Linked DNA regions of Anas platyrhynchos: region 1 is linked to region 2. The links are chromatin contacts, called in public Hi-C maps. All regions are on one chromosome and are shown on one strand. The core of a region is the stretch at or near the end of the contact, and the rest is flanking DNA. Distances in the headings are between cores, read along the strand shown.

The links. A called contact is a pair of places that touch in the nucleus more often than the background predicts.
Region 1: a Hi-C map of subcutaneous adipose tissue shows a contact between it and region 2, with 4 times the contacts expected there. The contact joins two enhancer-like sites. A contact is called at or near these places in 5 of 8 Hi-C or Micro-C datasets (F1 follicle, liver, skeletal muscle and 1 more).

The regions. Positions count from the first base shown.
Region 1 is chr5:10,904,432-10,907,131 of IASCAAS_PekinDuck_T2T, forward strand. EXOC3L4 (exocyst complex component 3 like 4) reads right to left here. Exons shown (of 12, transcript XM_038179851.2): 7 at 1,580-1,675. Among named protein-coding and RNA genes, the nearest start is that of EXOC3L4, 13 kb to the right of the region's middle. Within about 2 kb of position 1,265, at least 4 of the 8 cell types and tissues checked have an H3K27ac peak or open chromatin away from gene starts, as enhancers often do. A contact at or near this core is called in subcutaneous adipose tissue, where this site is marked.
Region 2 is chr5:10,848,127-10,850,984 of IASCAAS_PekinDuck_T2T, forward strand. No RefSeq gene overlaps it. Among named protein-coding and RNA genes, the nearest start is that of EIF5, 54 kb to the left of the region's middle. Within about 2 kb of position 1,600, at least 3 of the 8 cell types and tissues checked have an H3K27ac peak or open chromatin away from gene starts, as enhancers often do. A contact at or near this core is called in subcutaneous adipose tissue, where this site is marked.

The sequences.
Region 1 (2,700 bases), core at 15-2,514, 56 kb after region 2:
ATCAGATCAGCATCTTTGGCATTTTTTGTGACTTTCGTAACTCCTGCACTTCCTCTTGGAAACACTTAATGGGTCAGAATAATGTATCTTTTTGCACAATCTGAAAATTAATCACAAATGGGTAACTGTACTTGAAAATCACCTATTTCCTCATCAGATGAAAGTCGTTCAAACATGCTGAGCAATGGCTCGGGCCTTTTCCCTTTCACTTGAGTAACACTTCTGATAAATGATCTCCAGCTACCTGAGCAAGCACCAAGGGTCCTGGTGGCAGAGCGGCCGAGCTCCCCGTGGGGGCCAGGCTGACTCAGCCCATCTCACCCCATGCCGTGACTGCCAGCAGGGGCTGGGACGGGGAATTACGGGGGTCGAAACCTGCGGAGGTTTTGAGGGAAAGCGTGTCGTTCTGGGAGGTTTCACGGAGTCTAATGAGGAAGAAGGCACAAGTGCTGAGAGGTAAATGAGATCTGCAATGATATGTGTTGGCTCTAGGTTCACGGTGAGGCCCTGCCTTTCTCATCACTTCACATCGTTGCCCTGCTGTAACACGGTTCCATGGGAACTGAGGCGGCCCTGACAAACTGCTCATCATCCTCTGCATTGGGTCATGAGTTTGCATGGAAAACCAGCCAAACTGAGGGGATGGGAGCCCCCATCTCTGAGGACCCAGAGGCTGAGCATTTGTGCCCCGGTTCCTGCTGTGCTGGGGCACACACGGCCCAGGCTGCACCTTGTGTTTCCTGGGGTCCTTCCCGGTGCCACTTCCACTAATGCTTTTCCATGAAGCTTTGGGTTTTGAGAAACAGATATAGAAGAGCTTTATCGGGAAACCCCTACCCTGTATCACCTTTCCTGAGGAAAAGGAAAAGCTGATGATGAGAGAGCATTTCACCAGGAAGCACCGCGCAGACGAGGGATGTTCAGACACTCAGATCTGTTCCCACCCTGCAGAGAAATGGCCTGGCCCTCTCCCAGCTGAAAAGCTGACTACAATAAAACTTAACAGTAAGGGCAGTGCTGGAGGCTGGGCGCCGCCTGGAGCCGTCCGGCCGTACTGCGGGCTGCAGGGGGGCTCCTCCAGCCTCAGGGTGCCTGGCTGGGCTAGGCTGCTAAACTCAAGAATAAAAAAAAATCTAACCAAATCTCCCCCCCGCCATCCTCCTCTGAAGATAAAATGCCGAAATTGAGCCGAACAGGCAAGCATCGGGAATCCCTGCTCTGCCTCCATGCCCGAAGGAGCTGTGCCTGCATCTCTTAGGGAACATCCCCCCCGTGAGGTGAAGCAAGGGCGAGAGGCGCTGCACCCCGTGCTGATGGGGCCGGACAGCCAGGCCATAAAGATGTGACACCCAGAGGCACCCCGGCTGCGGGAAGGCTGACACAGGGGCTCTGCCCTGCTCTTAGCCAAGATGTGGGCACGTCCCCCTGGTCCGTCTGCATCCCTGCTGTAGCTCCAGCTCATCCCTGCAGTACCCCAAGGACACCTTTTTCTGCTGACCCCATCCCCTTGGGGGGCACCGCTTGGTCCTTCTTCACCCTATGATGCCCTGGCTACATGACGGGGGGACGGAGGACTTACACCAGGTGGTGGAAGCTGTTGGTGTAGGCAGCGAAGTAGGGCACGAACACGGGGCTGTCGCGGGCTGCGTGCCACTCCATGAACTCCTCCCCGAACCTGCAGGAGACACACAAGGGATGTTATCCTCGGGGAACGGGGCTGAGCCAGGCGAGGAGTGCGTGTGCTGGGTGTGCACGGGCTGTCAGCACACGCTCCTTGCTGGCCCCGTCTCTCTCCTCTGCGTATGTGGACATTTTTTGTTCGGTTGTCTTAACATGCGAGTGCAGGAGAGGGGAATACATAGCAGATAATTACTGGTTTGGGGTATGCTTGCCTGAATGTGTAAGCAGTGCAGATTTGGAGCGATTCCAAGGATCTCTGCACATGAGAGCTCCTGGGTGAAATTCCTGACTTTTCTTCGCTCTGAGGGGATCTCTACAGCTGGGATATGCAGGTCGATCTGCCTCATCCTTTCTCTGTCCTTTGGGACTGTGTAAATTGTGCCCTCCTGGGCATCTTTTCCAACAGGAGCTGAACATGAACGAGGCAGCACGCCTGCATTGCCCCCCTTTAATCTCAGCACGCTGTGCTGGGGATCTGCTTTCTGCATCCCACAGCTGTTAGGGCTTTGGCAGCTGGTCCACAGCCAGGTGCCCACAGCGTGCAGGGGGCTGGGGCAGGATTAGTGCGGGCTCACCACGGCTCTGTTTCTTTGGCAGTCCAATGCAACCTGCTCGGAGAAGCCTCAGCACTTGCTGCTTGCATTTGTTTAAGGAAAAGCTTCGGTTTTAGTGACCCTTTCATCTGGGAGCCTTTGCTGCCCCAGCTTGCACTTTACATCAATTTTGTTAAAAAGAAAAAAAAAAAAAGAAAAGAAAAGGAAAGGAACGTCAGTAAGTGCTGCGTTTCTTCTAAAAAAGCAGGCAGACTTCAAAGCCAAACAGCTGGTTTGAACTGCCCTGCTCACTCAAGGTACCAGAGACAAGTTGCGATGGCTGGGCGATGGGGGTTTAAAAGGGGAAGCCTTGCCTTTAGCATATTTTGAAAACTTGCCATGCCCCAGGTTCACGATTGAAGCAGGCAGTGCTCGGTCTCCCCCACACGCACTCCGGCAAAGCGTCTATTAGCAAACTACCCACTCA
Region 2 (2,858 bases), core at 350-2,849:
TAAAAATAATTCCACCGCACTTGAAAGATTCCTGCCACAGACGTTTTGATTGCTGCATGCATCTCCTGGGTTTGACATTCACAGGCACCAAAGGGTATTTTCCGCTGGCTGGCCGGGGCTGGGAGCCCTCGGGGATGCCTGGCTTTCCACCGGCGTGTGGTGTCCAGGTGGCATCTCCTGCTCTGCACGTGTGTGTAGAATGAACACCCCTTTCCGTGCGGTTTCTTAATGGCAAATTTCTCCACCCTGTGCATGGCATTAAGTCGTGGACAGAGCAAATAAAGGCTTCAGTTCAGAAAGACAACCTGGGGCGAGGAGATTTGTGCACGAGGTCGAGCTCTGGTGGCATGTGGGAGGTTTTTTTGACCTGGGGCGCTCTCTGGGGAGAGGATGGGGAGAGGGGGGCCCAGCAGATGGTGAGGGAGGAACATCCTCGGCCACCCGCAAGCCTCCAGGAGCGAGCAGATGGTGTGTGGGGAGGCCCCCAGGGGTCTCGGGAGGGGAGGCAGTGGGGGGTCCTGGGTCACACAGAAGGGGAGAGCAGAGGGGAAACTGCCTGGGGAGGTCAGGCAGGGAAGGGAAGGCTGTGAGGATGGGGACTGAGTGATTTCCCTCATGCTGTGGGGATTTTAACCCACTTCGCTGTGAGCCCTGACATTCCCAAATGAATGCCATGCTGCTCCTGGTGGTTTGATGCTCTGGCTTCTCACAGAGTTGCTTGCCATCACTGCCTCTCTGCTCCTGCCCACAAGGTGAGCAATGATTTCTCACCCAAGCCCCCACACTGCCCCGGGCTTGGGTTTGGCCGCTTTGAAGTGCTGCACGCAGCAGAGCCTCGCCAGCCACCCCGTTATTTGAGATCCCGTCTCAAAGGGTCACCTTCCGTGCTTGATGCTGAAGGCAGTGGAAAACAAACACTCATTAATTACGCTGCAAGGTCTAGGGAAAGGCCTGACATTTGCTGAGGTGCCACCTGTGCTTCCCCAGTTTACCAAGCAGCTTTGCCAAGGGTGTGTGACGGTGCAGGGAGGGCATGACAGTGAAAAAGCAGGTAGGGCTGAGGATTTGGGACATGCCGGCTTCTGTTGCATAGCAAATGTGCACAGTGAGAATAAATCCCCCAAACCATGACACACAGTTGCTTGCCGGCTGCCAAATTTTATAGTAAATTGGGTTTTATTCCATTGCCTATGCCCTCCCAGGAGAAGTCTGATGATGCTGGACACTCATGCACTGACCAACGCTGTCCAGAAAAACCCTCACCCGTCTTCGGGGCTGTCCAGCACCCAGCTGGGGAGCGGTGTCTGACCCACGGGTGGGGACAGGGACACACGAGGGAGTGCAGCAAATGCTAACCTGGCTAATTTCCCCGTGGAAATAGCTGGCACATCGCTGAAGCTTGCTCAGCCTGATTTTAAGGAACCTCTTAAATGTTTGCCTTCACCCCAGCACATCCACGGCTGTGGGGGCAGCAGGAGGCTGCAGAGGCACTTGCTGAGGCCTCTCGCTCTGCACCAAGGGGCTGTGCTGGCAGCCTCCCCCAGCGCCCTGGGGACAGACGGGGCTGGAAGGGCACACAGCTGGTGCCATCTAGTGGCTTTCGGAGCCACCTGGTTCATAAAAGCCGCTGGAGGCCCTGGGAGCTGAGGGAAGCCGAGAGGAGGCCACGGGGTGCAGCGAGGCCGAGCTGTTTTGGGGGGCATTGCTCCCCTCTGGTAGCCGTCGGGGCTTTAGGATGGGGTTTCACACTCGGCTTCACCCGGTCTAGGGCCGTATCGGCACCAAAAGACACATTCCTGCCTCCATCCCTGTGTCTTCCTACCTCCTCCCATCACCTCGTGCTGGGTGTTGTGAAGGGCTATTGGTTTGTGAGCATTTAAAATAAAGGGAGGGTGGTTGAATCAGCTGCTGGGACAACCCTTGTGGCTCAGGGCTGGCTGAAGGATTTGCAAGGGGGCAGAGCAGCAAGGAGGTCCTGGAGCAGTTTGTTATAGCACAGAGACTCGCAGGGGTTTGTAAAAAATGTAAAGCAAATCTTGGCCAACAAATGAGTATTTTTTTTTTTTCTTTTGCTGGGTTACATCCACTGATCTTTTGTTTCTCCTAACAAGATGGGCTTGTGCTGTGCCAAATGATGTCATTTTCTTCCCCAGCGGCCTGCCCAGTGTTGAGAAAGATCCGAACCTCCATTTCCAGCTGCTGGAAGGGAAGCTCAGCACGGGGCGGTGATGGTGGTGGTGCTTCTCTTTCCTGTGTGCAAAAATGGTGTTCAGAAAACCCCCAAGTCTCCGCAGCTCAAAACCCCCCTCACCACCCGGAGGGCTGGAGGAGGAGGTGGATTTGTCTGGGTGCTGGCAGGAGCAGGGATGTTTGATGCTGGGGTGTGCAGATGCAGCCATGCAGCCCGTGGCCCATTTTGCTCACCAGATCTAATCCAGCACATCCCAAATGTGGGACAAAAAGCTGGGCCAGCCAGCTACACCTCCAGGCAAGGCGGTTTCAGGGCTACCAAGCTGTTTTAGGGCTGGTCTGTCCGTGCAGCCCACGGTCCTGGAGGCAGCCCCCGCGGCTCCGAGGCCACGCGTGTTTCGTGGCGCTTTTTGCGGGATGTCCCCCGGGTTGGGGCCACCTGCCGGGGTGTCGCTCCCGAAAACGGGTGCTCTGCTGTCCCCCGGTGTCGCGGCGAGGCTGGGAGCAGCCGCTAGGTGGGGGTAGGACCTGCGGGAACCCGCGGAGCCCGGCGGGCTGGGGCTGCTCCCTGCCTGCCCCTAAATGCCCCGTGTAAGGCACTTAGGGCTGCTCCCTTCCAGCAGAGAAACCCTCATCCCGCTGCCAACCAGCATCTGTGGTTCTTGACC